5 separate regions of the Mus musculus genome follow, and all the other regions are linked to region 2. Evidence: chromatin contacts called from public ChIA-PET, HiChIP or PLAC-seq and promoter capture Hi-C data. All regions are on one chromosome and are shown on one strand. Each heading gives the region's core, a stretch centred on a gene start, on an enhancer-like site or on the middle of the called end of the contact. The rest is flanking DNA. Distances are from core to core; before and after follow the strand shown. Region 1 holds the start of H2-Q2 (histocompatibility 2, Q region locus 2). Region 2 holds the start of Ddr1 (discoidin domain receptor family, member 1). Region 3 holds the start of H2-T22 (histocompatibility 2, T region locus 22). Region 4 holds the start of H2-Q6 (histocompatibility 2, Q region locus 6). Region 5 holds the start of 2410017I17Rik (RIKEN cDNA 2410017I17 gene).

What was found. Promoter capture Hi-C pulls out the DNA fragments that hold promoters and counts their contacts. ChIA-PET counts read pairs in DNA pulled down with a chosen protein or histone mark. HiChIP or PLAC-seq counts read pairs in DNA pulled down with a chosen protein or histone mark. Capture Hi-C pulls out chosen DNA fragments and counts their contacts.
Region 1: a contact with region 2 is called in a promoter capture Hi-C map of adipose tissue. The contact joins the promoter of H2-Q2 here to the promoter of Ddr1 in region 2. A contact is called at or near these places in 3 of 39 promoter capture datasets (cranial neural crest, hematopoietic stem and progenitor cells and liver) and 2 of 9 other capture datasets (adipose tissue and macrophages).
Region 3: an RNA polymerase II ChIA-PET map of memory CD8 T cells shows a contact between it and region 2, with 8 read pairs. The contact joins the promoter of H2-T22 here to the promoter of Ddr1 in region 2. A contact is called at or near these places in 1 of 115 datasets of contacts at active chromatin or transcription factors (memory CD8 T cells) and 2 of 9 other capture datasets (adipose tissue and liver).
Region 4: a contact with region 2 is called in an H3K4me3 HiChIP or PLAC-seq map of embryonic stem cells, with 16 read pairs. The contact joins the promoter of H2-Q6 here to the promoter of Ddr1 in region 2. A contact is called at or near these places in 4 of 115 datasets of contacts at active chromatin or transcription factors (embryonic stem cells, neural tube and pancreatic cancer cells).
Region 5: a promoter capture Hi-C map of embryonic stem cells shows a contact between it and region 2, with 3 times the contacts expected there. The contact joins the promoter of 2410017I17Rik here to the promoter of Ddr1 in region 2. A contact is called at or near these places in 2 of 39 promoter capture datasets (embryonic stem cells and pre-B cells).

What each region holds. Positions count from the first base shown.
Region 1 is chr17:35,341,013-35,343,712 of GRCm38.p6, reverse strand. H2-Q2 (histocompatibility 2, Q region locus 2) reads right to left here and starts at 1,406. Exons shown (of 8, transcript NM_010392.3): 1 at 1,317-1,406; 2 at 844-1,113; 3 at 325-600. The coding sequence starts at 1,380.
Region 2 is chr17:35,699,212-35,701,911 of GRCm38.p6, reverse strand. Ddr1 (discoidin domain receptor family, member 1) reads left to right here and starts at 1,322. Exons shown (of 18, transcript NM_001198833.1): 1 at 1,322-1,481. It overlaps LOC115488883 (a small nuclear RNA gene), which reads left to right and starts at 2,603; the gene lies at 2,603-2,700.
Region 3 is chr17:36,041,331-36,044,030 of GRCm38.p6, reverse strand. It overlaps H2-T22 (histocompatibility 2, T region locus 22), which reads left to right and starts at 1,289. Exons shown (of 9, transcript NM_010397.5): 1 at 1,289-1,689; 2 at 1,903-2,163; 3 at 2,346-2,582. The coding sequence starts at 1,605. Gm6034 (predicted gene 6034) reads right to left here and starts at 1,070. Exons shown (of 3, transcript NM_001034909.3): 1 at 814-1,070. The coding sequence starts at 901.
Region 4 is chr17:35,423,557-35,426,256 of GRCm38.p6, reverse strand. H2-Q6 (histocompatibility 2, Q region locus 6) reads right to left here and starts at 1,407. Exons shown (of 7, transcript NM_207648.2): 1 at 1,317-1,407; 2 at 880-1,149; 3 at 411-686. The coding sequence starts at 1,380.
Region 5 is chr17:36,143,668-36,146,367 of GRCm38.p6, reverse strand. 2410017I17Rik (RIKEN cDNA 2410017I17 gene) reads right to left here and starts at 1,350. Exons shown (of 4, transcript NR_033517.1): 1 at 1,166-1,350. It overlaps Gm10499 (predicted gene 10499), which reads left to right and starts at 419. Exons shown (of 8, transcript NM_001370818.1): 1 at 419-508; 2 at 711-980; 3 at 1,181-1,456. The coding sequence starts at 445. It also overlaps a transcript of Gm8909 not described here.

The sequences.
Region 1 (2,700 bases), core at 157-2,656, 360 kb after region 2:
AGTGTCCACACACAGTAGGTGTGGGCAGAGAACCCGGCCTGGGAGAGGCCATGGCTGACAAAGGCTACAGGGGAACTGAAGGGAGCAGCTGTTGTTACCTCAGGGAAATTCTCTCCTTCCCTCCTGAGACAGCCTGGGCACTGTCCAGGGAGAAGGCTGAGCCCTGGGAGAGTCAGTGCAGTCACTGTGATGAGGGATCAGGAGACCCAGGGTCACTCTCTCCCCTCTGAGACAGGGGCATCACCCCAGCTGAGGGTTTCTTCTTCCCCAGGACTGAGCCCCAGCCCGAGGGCAGAGGGAGGAGCTGCCCGAGGGCCCCTGCACCTGTGTGCAGCAGCGTCTCCTTCCCGAGCTCCAGGTATCTGCGGAGCCACGTCAAGCAATCGACCTCCAGGTAGGCCCTGCGCTTCTCTGCAAGACCAGCCTGCTCCAACTTGCTTCGGGTCTTCAGTGCTGCCAGGTCCGCCGCTGTCCACGTTATCAGATCCTCATTCAGGGCGAGGTAATCGCGGCCATCGTAGGCAGACTGCTCATACCCTCGGAGTAGGCTTCCGTCTGGCCCCAGGTCACAGCCAACCAACCACTGGAGAGTGTGAGAGCCTACGGGATCCCGTGGTCAGCTCCCCACCCCCTCCCCACCCGGCCCAGGCCGCCACCACCCGCCCCGCTCCCGCCCCCAGACTACCTGTCCGGCCCCGCCCACCTGTGGGCTCAACCAAACTGAAAGGGAAACCGATTCCAGGTGGGTTCTGCTCCCGAACCTTGGACTTGGGATGCGGGAGGTCTCTGGGCTCCTGTGTGGGGACGTGGAGGGGTCGTGACCTCCGACCCGGGGTCACTCACCTCCCTTGCTCTGGTTGTAGTAGCTCAGTGCGGTCCCCAGGCTCACTCGGAAACTCTGCTCATTTTCCTTGGAGACCTGTGTGTTCCGCTCCCAATACTCCGGCCCCTCCTGCTCCATCCACGGCGCCCGCGGCTCCATCCTCGGATTCTCCGCGTCGCTGTCGAAGCGCACGAACTGCGTGTCGTCCACGTAGCCGACGATAATGAACCGGGGCTCCCCGAGGCCAGGCCGGGACACGGCGGTGGTGAAATACCGCAGCGAGTGTGAGCCTGTGGACGGCGCGCGGTGAGACTCCGACCTCCTCCCGGAGCCCCGGCCGGGTTCGCGGGCGGGGAGGCCAGCAGGGTGCGGTGCTCGAGATGTAGGTGGAGAAGGGGCGGAAGGTATGGTGGGCGACGTGGGGACGCGGCTTCCCCGTTGCCGCCCCAGCCCCTCTCCGCAGACGCTGTTTCCCTCCCGACCCCGCACTCACCCGCGCGTGTCTCAGTCAGTTTCAGGGCGGCCACCAACAGCAGGAGCAGCCTTCGCAGCGCCATTGCCCCATCTGGGATACAGGGCATCTGAGGCCCTTGGCTGCATGGACTTTATAACCTGCGCCCGCTGCTGAGGAGCTGGTTGGTTTCCCAGGATCCTGCCACCCAATGGAAATGAGACCTGCCAGATAATTCCTGCTACCTCAGGGTTCAGAGAGGGCATCAGATCCCCAGGAGCTATAAAGTGGTGCTGCTACAGGGCAAGGGAGGGGCAGGAGCTGAGCTGCAGGAGAGGGTGGAGTCTGCAGGGAGCAGAGTGAGGCCCTTGTGCACCTGTGTCTTAGTGAGGGTTTCCATTGCTGTGATAAGACCCCATGACCAAAAGCAACTTGAAAAAGAAAGGGTTTCTTTCAGTTTACACTTCCACATCACAGTCTATCATTGAAGAGATTCAGGGCAGGACCTTGAGAGGATTCTAAAGGAGGAACTGAAGAAGAGGATGAGGACCAGTGCTAATAGCTTTGTAGCTCATGGCTTGCTCAGCCTGCTTTCTTATACAATCCCTGATGACCTGCTAAGACAACCTGCAGTGAGCTGAGCCCTTCCATACTGATCATTAATAATAATTTTTAAATTGCCTTATACACTTCCCCAAAAGCGTCCTGGATGGATGCAATTTCTCAATTCAGGATCCTCTTCTTATATATGTCTCAGTTGGTGTGGAATTAACAAAATACAAACAGCACAGGCTCCTGGTGCAGGGTCACTCAGTGAGAGCTGAGGGAGGAGGATATGTGAGTTCCTCTCCCTGAGCTGAGCCAGGGACCTGTCCTGTGGATGGAGGCCCCATGGAAAAACAGTTGGAATGCAAGGAATGGGAACACAGTGGGTTCCAACTCCATTCCTGCCCCTCAGTCCTGAGGACCTGTCTCTCCCTTGCCTGTTGGTTGATGCTGTTGACATAACCATGGGAGGGACTGATAAAGTCAGGGCATGGGAGGAGAAGGGTTGCTTCAGGAGCTTTCCCTTCCCCAGAACTGTGTGGTAGCCTGATCACACAACATCAGTGATGGGAGCAGCTCCAGGCTTGGTTTTAGCTGCATTGAACCATGTCTGCTCGCTGACCAACATCCACAATTTATCCAGGTTGACAGTTGGGCAGAAGCTCTGGTTCCTCTTCAGGTGGTCATGCCTCACACCAACTTTCCCTGAGTGACCTGGGTGACACTTGTGAAGTTCATCCTGAGGTGATGCCTCTAGCATTCCTGTGGCCTCCTGGGTGCTCGCAGTGTTTTCCTGATGCAACCATGGCCTCGGCTCAGGTGGCCCCGGAGTTTCCAGGTCTTCCTCAGTCTGGATGGCATGGCAATGGCAGAAAGGAAA
Region 2 (2,700 bases), core at 73-2,572:
AGGTCCTTCAGCAGCTGGAACGTCCCTGGGTTTGTAAACTGGAGACCCAGCCTGCCTTGGCTTCTCCCTAGGGGCAGCTTATCTTCCTGGTAGGTTTTTTGTGTGTACTTGTCTTGGTTTGTTTGGACTTCGTGTCTTTCTTGAGACTCTTTGGAAATGCTTTTTGGGTGTGAGTTTTGAGTCAGTTGGGATGTGTTTGTAACCGGGTGGTGAGACCGGAGACTTTACTGTGACCTGACATTATCCGGGGACTTGGCAGGTATGGGGGGGGGGGTGGCGTTGGAGAGAGGTAGGAATGACAGGTGGTGCTGAATGGGACGGAACACCTCCCACACTCCCACACTAGCTCTGTTGTCCTCCCTGCCTCTATCTCTCCGGTCCATGGCTCAGCAGCTCTCTCCGTTCATTGTCTCCTTGTATCCCTGGGTCATGCGTTCCTGTGCTTTGGGCAGTGTCTTTATTTTTCAGGGCGCCTATCTATCTTCCTCCCCCACCCCCACCTCGTCTTGGCTCCATTTTGCCCTTCTCCTTGCCAGAAGCCAGACTCTGCGGCTTCCACCAGGGACCGAGCTGACTGACTGGGACTGAGGGAGGCTTGCCTGAGAAAGACTGCAGAGTTAGCCTGGATGAAGCAGGGATCCCAGGGGGATCCGGAGCTTGGGGGTTTGAATCTCAGGGATCCTGAGAAGACAGGAGGGAGCTGCCAAGCTGGGGAGAGGTTCTGGAAGAAGGGAACAGAAAAAAGTTGAGACTAAAAGAGTGTGACCGGCTCTCAGACTTGGGGCGCGCGGGGATGGGGGGAGTGATTTAGGTTGGGATCCGGAGGAGGGGTGTGTGCCAAATGGTGACAAATGGGGTGGAGTGTGAACCTAGAGGGTCTGGCTAGACAGGTGAGCCCGGCTCCCTTCCCCCAGCCGGGCTGCAGCTCTCGCTCCGGTGCTGGGCCTGTGGGAACCCGTTCCTTCCTGCGTGCCCTGGGGCCGCTTCTCCGTGCTTCTCTCCCTCTCTCCAGGAACCGAGCCCAGAAAAAGGGGAGGAGGGACGGCGCCAACTCTCCCCACCCCCGAGCCACCGCGCGGGGTCCCTAGGGGGCTTAGCGGGCCCCTGATGGTGCTGCTGTACCCCAGCATCGGGGTGGCGGGGGATGGGCGTGCGGATCACCTAGTGGAGGCTACGCGCTGGGGAGCACTTGCAGGGCGGGTACCGCACTAGGAGAGGAGCGAGGGGCGGCGCCGGGCGTGGGAGCGCGGGCGCCGGGGCGGGAGTACCGGCGGGGGACGGGCGCGGGGAGGCGGCGCCTGGGCGCGATCCGGCCCCGCGCTGGCTCCTCTCCCCGGAACAGGCCCCCGACAGCTGCTCGCGGGAGCCGCCTCCCGACACCCGAGCCCCGCCGGCGCCTGCGCTCCCCTCCCGCGCCCCGCCGCCGAGGAGGCCCCAAGCCGGGGCCTGACGCCCGGGTCCGCCCCGGAGAGCCATGAGAGGTAGGGACTGAGGCGGGGACGAGCAAGAGGCAAGGGGAGCGGGTTGGGGAACCCCAGTTATGTTTGCTGCCCCGGGATTTTGACTCTCCATCCAAAGCAGAGGGTCCTGACTTTCCGAGAAACTATTCCGAAAAGAGAGCGAGGACCTCTCTTTTCTTGGGTGAGGGGAGAACCTAACTCCAAGAGGACAGGTGCGCGCATATGTAGCCCACTGAGTCATCCTATCGGTGCCTACCCCTCAACCTCCGGTGCCATGCTTACGGACATGCTCGGTTAAGCTGCCCAGGCCAGAGGGAGCCAGCCTGACGCCCAACCTACCAGACCAGCCACGCTCCGTGGTTGCCGGGTTGTGCCAAGAGACGAGGTCACCGCCCAATGAGCAACGCTCCCAGGCTCCCTTTCTGGCCAGGCAATTCTTTTCAGCACCCCCTCTCCCAGCCACCGCCCGGCTGGCCTACAACTGAGTGGCTGAGAAGGATGGAGGTGTGTCCAGACTCGTGTGGCACTCACTGTAGGGACAGGTCACACACAGTAGAATGCTTGAGAACAGGGAGAGATGGTCCTTGTTTTTCTTGCTGTTCTTCCCACCTGAGTCCCACCTGTTCCTGCCTGCTCTTGGCTTCCCTCTGGCTCAGTCACTCTGGATGTTTGGGGGTGGGTGGCTCCGTTCTCTGAGGATCCTGTACCTCAGGGCCTGCGTGTGGCTCACTTTGTCTTCTGATTATAGGAGCTTGTGTCTGCCGTTTAGTATTCGCTAAATGGTGAGATCTGACTTTATAGATTACCTCGGGGTTTGTGGCACACACCTGTAATTAGCCTCTGGTGATAAAGAACTGAAGGTCAGCCTTCCTTGGCATCGTAGTTGAACTTGAGACCTTGTCTCAAACAAAACAAAACAAACAAACAAAAACCCCAACCAACTATCTTGCTGTTAGGAGTACAGGTCTTTAGTTCCAGCACTCGAGTGGCAGAGGCAGGAGAATCTCTCTGAGTTCCAGGCTAGCCAGGGCTACACAGTGAGACAACAAAACCCAAGCAACTAACCAGTCCTTCTCCCCGCCCCAAAGCAACACAAAGAAATCAAACGCACACACAGAAGATGTCAAGATCTGTGTGGAGTGGTGCTGGCTTCGGCAACACATATACTAAAATTGGAAAGATACAGAGAAGACTAATGCGGCCCCTATACAAGCATGACACGGAAATTCATGAACGGTCC
Region 3 (2,700 bases), core at 40-2,539, 340 kb before region 2:
ATCTCCCTCTCATGGCCAGGTCTATTCTGCTGGCTGTGTTCAGTCTGAGCTCTTCCTTTTCCTTCACCACGACTAGAACTGTGAAATGGCTGTACCATTTTCATTCACTACCACCCTCACTCTAGCTCAATTAGATTTTCATGACCCCTGACAACCATTTCCCACACAAAGAAGAATGAGGCAGTGCTGGGCTCCTTCTCCCCAGCCCTCCCCCAATAACCACCCTGACTATTAACCTTCACAAGGTCAGTCCATCAAATGCTAGTTCAGTGAAGGGACTCTGCAAAAGTCATTAGGGCTCCGAACCAGCTGACTTTACTCTGAGGGACTGTCCTGATCAGGGCAAATATTAAAAGGACTGCGTTCTGTGCCCAGACCCACAGTGTGATGACTCTACACAGGAGATTTCCTCCAATGGCCTTCATAAAGCCACCCAAAGAACCCAAAGTCCATGGAGAGTAACCAACATTCCTGCTCTGCTCCATCCAGCAAGGACAGGGGACCTTGCCCAGAAACTGAGAAATGGAATCCTGCCACATGTTCCCTGTGAGCTTTGAGAACTCTGCTTCAGAGATGAGTCCCAACCTTGTGCAAAACTCCATAATGCGAGCTAGTCAACTTGGCAGGTTCATTGAGAAAATATAACTCACTGGTCCTTGGCAGTGCATGTCTTTAATGCCAGCACTCGGGGGTGAGAAACAGGTGGATCTCCTGAGTTTGAGGCAAGCCTGGCCTAAAAAGGAAAGTCCTGAAGGGAGACAGACAGACAGACAGACAGACAGACAGACAGACAGACAGGAGAAGGGATCTCACCTAGGTCTCCAGTGAATTCTACCAAAAAGCTGGCTATTGCCAACATGGGCCCTGGGATGTTTCCTTCTGGAGGAGTCCTGTGTCCCATGAGAGGGCCTGAGATCAGTGTGCAGTCTCCCCTGGATTCCACAGACAGCCTCTGAACAGGTCTCGGGAAGACGGAGTGAAGGAACAGCTCTTTCAGCGCTTTCTGGGCACTTTGGGAGTCTGTGCAAATCCCTGGCAGGCAAGGACTCTCAGGACCTCAAGAGGAAAGTAGCTGGGAGAGTCCCTAATTGGCTTAGTTTCACTTTCGAATCCCCAACTTCTCTTGAGTTTTTCTGCCTAGATATTGATGACTTGGCACTAGTTCTCACTTTCTGTAGGGCAATTTCTCCTAATTATTTGATTGGCTAATAACGACGACAAGAAGCCAATCGCTGGGCTAAGATGAAAAGGCAAGAAAGGAAGTCATGACGTGGGAGAAAGGAACGCCTTTTACCGCCCTGCTCTCTCTGCGACCCTCCTCTCCCCAGGCAGGGTTGAGAGCAAGAAGGTGCAGGATGTAGGCCTGCAGAATTGTCAGACCCAGTGGCGGCTTTTGCCACTGGAAGAATTTCCAACATAAAACAGAGGATCAGTTTGGGACAATCGATTCTGCGACCAGAGGTAGTGTCATTTGGTTACTTTTAAAATTCAGATTTTCTGGTGTTTTCCAATCACTCGCGACTGTAATTTGAAGTTGGGTTCTGAGATAATACAATCGCTGTCGCTCTAGTTTATAAAGCTGTCCAAGATCTGCCCAGTCCCAGATGTCCTGGGTCCTCAGGGCCGCTGTGGTCTGCGCCCTTCTCCTGCAGCTGGATGCCAGACCATCCTGGACTCGGATCCCTTTGGGTGAGTGAGACCGGGGAGGGAAACTGTCTCTACTGGGAAGGCTAGGGATAGCACCACCCAGTCTCTGCACCACCCAGCAAGATCCTCCAGCCCCCCTTTTTCAGCTGTCCCGAGCTTGGCGCCCTGCTCCCTTCCCGGCCCGCACTCCCGCTCGAGATCGAGATGGGGATCGAGGAGGAGGAGGTCGGGGTCTCATCGCGCTCCTCCTCCCAGGTTCACACTCGCTTAGGTATTTCTACACCGCTGTGTCCCGGCCTGGCCTTGGGGAGCCCTGGTTCATAATCGTCGGCTATGTGGACGACATGCAGGTCCTGCGCTTCAGCAGCAAGGAGGAGACTCCGAGGATGGCACCCTGGCTGGAGCAGGAGGAAGCAGATAACTGGGAGCAGCAGACTCGTATAGTCACAATTCAAGGACAGCTGTCTGAAAGGAATCTGATGACCCTGGTTCATTTTTACAACAAGAGCATGGACGGTGAGTGATCCGAACCCATCCCAAGGATGTACCAGGGTTGTCCATATTCACTAGACCAGAGTTTCACCCAACACATGCCCAGTTCCTCAAAAACCAAGAGTCTGCAGGGATTTACTTGGAGTTGGTCTGTGTTCTACTCGTGTTGCTGCGACAGGACTGACCACCAACTATGTCCTTCCTAGACTCTCACACACTACAGTGGCTGCAAGGCTGCGATGTGGAGCCAGATCGGCACCTGTGTCTCTGGTACAACCAGCTCGCCTATGATAGCGAGGATCTCCCCACCCTGAACGAAAACCCAAGTTCCTGTACAGTGGGAAACAGCACTGTACCTCACATCTCTCAGGACCTGAAGAGCCACTGCTCAGATCTGCTGCAGAAATACCTGGAAAAAGGGAAGGAGAGGCTGCTGCGTTCAGGTGCCCAGGGGAGCCAAACCATGTCTGTTTCCTTTAGGCTACTTGCTGGGAGTTTGGAGAGCTGGAGGTGCTGGGTGGGAAGAGAGGACTTGGAGTACAGCTCACAGTTGAGCACTCC
Region 4 (2,700 bases), core at 158-2,657, 280 kb after region 2:
AGTGTAGGATAGTCCATGTCTCCCATCGGGTAAAGGAGACTTCAGGTCATGAGGTGTAAGGGCTGACACACTCAGCAGGACAGGAGTCAGTGTCTACAGACAGTGGGTGTGGGCTGAGAACCCGGCCTGGGAGAGGCCATGGCTGACAGAGGCTACAGGGCAACTGAAGGGAGCAGCTGTTGTTACCTCAGGGAAATTCTCTCCTTCCCTCCTGAGACAGCCTGGGCACTGTCCAGGGAGAAGGCTGAGCCCTGGGAGAGTCAGTGCAGTCACTGTGATGAGGGATCAGGAGACCCAGGGTCACTCTCTCCCCTGTGAGACAGGGGCATCACCCAGCTGAGGGTTTCTTCTTCCCCAGGACTGAGCCCCAGCCCGAGGGCAGAGGGAGGAGCTGCCCGCGGCCCCTGCACCTGTGCACAGCAGCGTCTCCTTCCGGAGCTGCAGGTATCTGCGGAGCGACTGCACGCAAGCGCCCTCCAGGTAGGCCCGGTCTCTCTCTGCAATACCAGCCTGCTCCCACTTGTGTAGGGTGATCTGTGCAGCCATGTCCGCCGCCGTCCAGGTTTTCAGGTCTTCGTTCAGGGCGATGTAATCGCGGCCTTCATAGGCGAACTGCAGGTACCCGCGGAGGAGGCGCTCGTCGGACCCCACGTCACAGCCATACATCCACTGGAGTGTGTGAGAGCCTGCGGGACCCAGTGGTCAGTCCCTCCTCCGCCCACCCCCCCCCCCACCCCCCACCGCGGACTCCTCCAAACTGAAAGGGAATCCGGTCCTGGGTCAGTTCTGCTCCTGAAACTCGGACTTTGGACCCGGGACCTCACCGGCCTCTGTTTCGGGACGTGGAGGGGTCGTGACCTCCGACCCGGGGTCACTCACCGCCCTTGCTCTGGTTGTAGTATCTCTGTGCGGTCCTCAGGCTCACTCGGAAACTCTCCTCATGGCCCTTGGCTTTCTGTGTCTCCCGCTCCCAATACTCCGGCCCCTCCTGCTCCATCCACCGCGCCCGCGGCTCCATCCTCGGATTTTCCGCGTCGCTGTCGAAGCGCACGAACTGCTTGTTGTCCACGTAGCCGACGATAATGAACCGGGGCTCCACGAGGCCGGGCCAGGACACAGCAGTGTGGAAATACCGCAGCGAGTGTGGGCCTGGGGGCGGCGCGCGGTGAGACCCCGACCTCCTCCCGGGACCCCGGTCGGGTACGCGGGCCGGGAGTGGAGCAGGGCTCGGGGCTCGGGTGGAGAAGGGGCGGAGGTCCGGTGGGCGACGCGGGGACGCGGCACAGGGGCTGTTTCCCTCCCGACCCCGCACTCACCCGCGCGGGTCTCGATCAGGGTCAGGGCGGCCGCCACCAGCAAGAGCAGCGTTGTTAGAGCCATTGCTCCTCTCGGGGATTCAGGTCGACTGACTCCTGTGGGCAGCGTGGACTTTACAACCCGCTCCCGCGCCGACGCTGATTGGTTCCCGGTGATCACCTCACCCAATAGGGGTGAGAACTGTTACAGGTCATCAGTGTCCTGGCAGAATGAACTGACCCAGGTTAGGAGCAGAAGTGAAACTGGGGAGATGGGGAATCCCCAGCCATGGGCTTCCCCACCCTTGACCTCACAGCCTGGAGATTAAGACTTTGCCTGAACCCTGTGCCGGGGACAGAGAGCTGTTTGTCATGGTGTCTCCGAGTTCTGATCCAGAAGCTGTCAGGACACCAGGAGAGACCCGCAGGCCATACTCTCTGTGCCCTATCCTCCACTCTTCCTCTTCCTTCTTCTCTTCAGAAGTCAGACCTTGGAGTCTTCTAGAAGAAATGCCACTTCTGGGAATACAATGGAGACACAAGCACTTGGGGATGCAGTGAAGATAGGCTTCTCCTTAAAGCAGAGGCGCTGGTCTGCAAAGCCCCACATGGACTCCATAGAGACCAGGCTCTGTTCACCTGCAATGGGCGGCTCACACTTCCAAGCCTGAGTGCAGGACTCTCATCAGTTAAGTGTAGACTTCGCCTCTCTCCTCAGGATCTGTCTTCTCACAGATTCCTTGTGTTACCTCCTAGTTGAAGAGCTGTGGCTGCAGGGTTTTTGTTTGTTTGTTTGTTTGTTTGTTTCTTCTTTGGTTTTTTTTTTTTTTTTTTTAGAGATAGGGTTTTTCTGTATAGCACTGGCTGTCCTGGAACTCACTTTGTACTCCAGGCTGGCCTCGAACTCAGAAATCCACCTGCCTCTGCCTCCCAAGTGCTGGGATTAAAGGCATGTGCCACCACGCCCGGAATCTTTGTTTTGTTTTTGTTTTTTAAAACAAAGATCTTCCTTCTGAGTTTGTCTGTGTAGACCTGGGACTCAGCACAGGAGATCCCCTTGTCCACTGAAGAGAGACCCCTGTGCAGACCACAGACAGCAGGGCACTGATCGCTGTCTCCACTGCACTTCTCTATTTCTGCACTTCCAAGGTGCAGTTGCTTTAGTGACTCAATCACAGTAGGAGAGGAACTGTCACCAACTATAACACAGAATAAATATGATAGTATGGTAGAAGCTATGTAATTTCTGACCCTCTCCCTCCCTCCCTGACCTTCACTCACACGTATGAGCTGATGAGGTGAGGGACATGAATGTCACAGCTGTGTGGGACATGGGTTCTGATAATTGAGTTGGCCCCAGAGTTCCCCAGGCCTGTGCAGTGTGGACACTGGAAGAAAGATGATT
Region 5 (2,700 bases), core at 101-2,600, 440 kb before region 2:
TCATGGTCTCTGCTTCAGTTCCTACTTAGAATCCTCTCTCAAGGTCCTGCCATGAATCTCTTCAATGATAGACTGAGATGTGGAAGTGTAAACTGAAAGAAACCCTTTCTTCCTCAAGTTGCTTTTGGTCATGGGGTCTTATCACAGCAATGGAAACCCTCACTAAGACACAGGTGCACAAGGGCCTCACTCTGCTCCCTGCAGACACCACCCTCTCCTGCAGCTCAGCTCCTGCCCCTCCCTTGCCCTGGAGCAGCACCACTTTATAGCTCCTGGGGATCTGATGCCCTCTCTGGACCCGGAGGTAGCAGGAATTATCTGGCAGGTCTCATCTCCATTGGGTGGCAGGATCCTGGGGAAGGAACCAACAGCTCCTCCGCGGGCGCTGGTTATAAAGTCCAAGCAGCCCGAGGGCCTCAAATGCCCTGTATCCCAGATGGGACAATGGCGCAGCGAATGCTGCTCCTGCTGCTGGCGGCCGCCCTGACCCTGATCGAGACCCGCGCGGGTGAGTGCGGGGTCGGGAGGGAAACGGCCTCTGCGTGGAGGGGCGGGGACGGCACTGTGGAATCCGCGTCCCCCCGTCGCTCACAAGACCCTCCGCCCTTCTACACCCGCATCCGGAGCCCGGCGCCCTGCTCCCCTCCCGGCCCGCGCAGTGGGCCGGAGTCCCGTGAGGAGGTCCGGGTCTCACCGCGCGCCGCCCCCAGGCTCACACTCGATGCGGTATTTCGAGACCGCCTTGTCCCGCCCTGGCCTCCGGGAACCCCGATTCATCTCTGTCGGCTACGTGGACGACACGCAGTTCGTGCGCTTCGACGGCGACGCGGAGAATCCGAGGTATGAGCCGCGGGCTCCATGGATGGAGCACGAGGGGCGGGAGTATTGGGAGCGGGAGACACAGATCGCCAAGCGCAATGAGCAGAGTTTCCGAGGGAGCCTGAGGACCGCGCAGCGCTACTACAACCAGAGTGAAGGCGGTGAGTGACCCTGGGTGGGAGGTCACGAGCTCGAAATGTCCCTAGACAGGGGCCGGAGATCTCCAATCCCAAGTCTAGGTTCGGGAGCAGAACCGACCCAGGACCGGTTTCCCTTTCACTTTGGAGGAGTCCGCTGGTGGACTAGGCCAGGGCGAGCGGGGGCGGTGCGGGTGAGCGGCGCTGACCTTGGGATCCCGCAGGCCTTCACACGTTCCAGCTGTTGTTCGGCTGTGACGTGGGGTCGGACGGGCGCCTCCTCCGCGGATACCTACAGTTCGCTTATGATGGCCGAGATTACATCGCCCTGAACGAAGACTTGAACACGTGGACGGCGGCGGACCTGGCAGCGCTGATCACCCGACGCAAGTGGGAGCAGGCTGGTGCTGCAGAGCATTACAAGGCCTACCTAGAGGGCGAGTGCGTGGAGTCGCTCCGCAGATACCTGCAGCTCGGGAAGGAGACGCTGCTGCGCACAGGTGCAGGGGCCGCGGGCAGCTCCTCCCTCTGCCCTCGGGCTGGGGCTCAGTCCTGGGGAAGAAGAAACCCTCAGCTGGGGTGATGCCCCTGTCCCAGAAGGGAGAGTGTGTCCCTGGGTCTCTTGATCCCTTGTCACAGTGACTGCACTGACTCTTCCAGGGCTCAGCCTTCTCCCTGGACAGTGCCCAGGCTGTCTCAGGAGGGAAGGAGAGAATTTCCCTGAGGTGACAACAGCTGCTCCCTTCAGTTCCCCTATAGCCTCTGTCAGCCATGGCCTCTCCTAGTCTGGATTCTCTGCCCACACCCACTGTCTGTGGACATGGACTCCTGTCCTGCTGAGTGTGTCAGCCCTTACACCTCAGGACCTGAAGTCGCCTTTACCTGATGGGAGACATGGACTCCCCAACACTAGGCTGGTTGCCCCAGTTTCTAGAATTTTCAAAGAATACATTCTCCCAGATCCCTCCCTGTCTGTAACACAATTCTTTCTATTCCTACAGTGGTGAATGGTCACATGAGCCCTTATGGGCTACCCTGGAGGAATATAAATACTGGAATTTCTTTTTCTTTTTTCTCTTTTCTTTTTCTTCTTTCTTTTTTCTTTCTTTCTTTATTTTTTTTTTTTGAAGGCGTTATTTTGTTTCTAGTCAGTTTTTGTCTGCACTGGAGTGATCCTGTTTCTCCCTGCCCTCCTATTATCATTTGTATCAGTCTACATTGCTAACCTGGATAATTACACAAGATAAGTCAGGGTTCTCATTAAAAGATCGATTATTGTGAGATTACACTGTTTCCTGTCAGACCTAAACATGCAGAAGCCTCCTGCTGTCTCTCTGCCCCCACAAATTACAGTGCTCCCCCTAGTGAATCAGGAATTGGACTTTCTGAGTGACAGGGTCTTCTGAAATCCAGGGCTATAGTGAGCCCTCCCTGTGGGCCCAGTGTGTTCCAGTGAGTGCTGCACTGGGGTCCACAGCTCACTCCAGGGGTCCTGTGTAACATACCTGTACCTTGTCCCCCAGAGTCAGGGGCAGGGAGTCATTTTCTCTGGCTGCACACTTTGTGATGGCTGTTCACTTGAACTGACAGTTAATGTTGGTCTGCAAGATGACCACAGTGGAAGACTCAGTGGTGGCATCCTACCAAGAGCATATGGCCCTAATATCTGATCTTGAAATGAACTCAAACACATATTAAATTACTTTTTTGCCATTCCCTCTTCCATTCTTTGACTACCTCATTT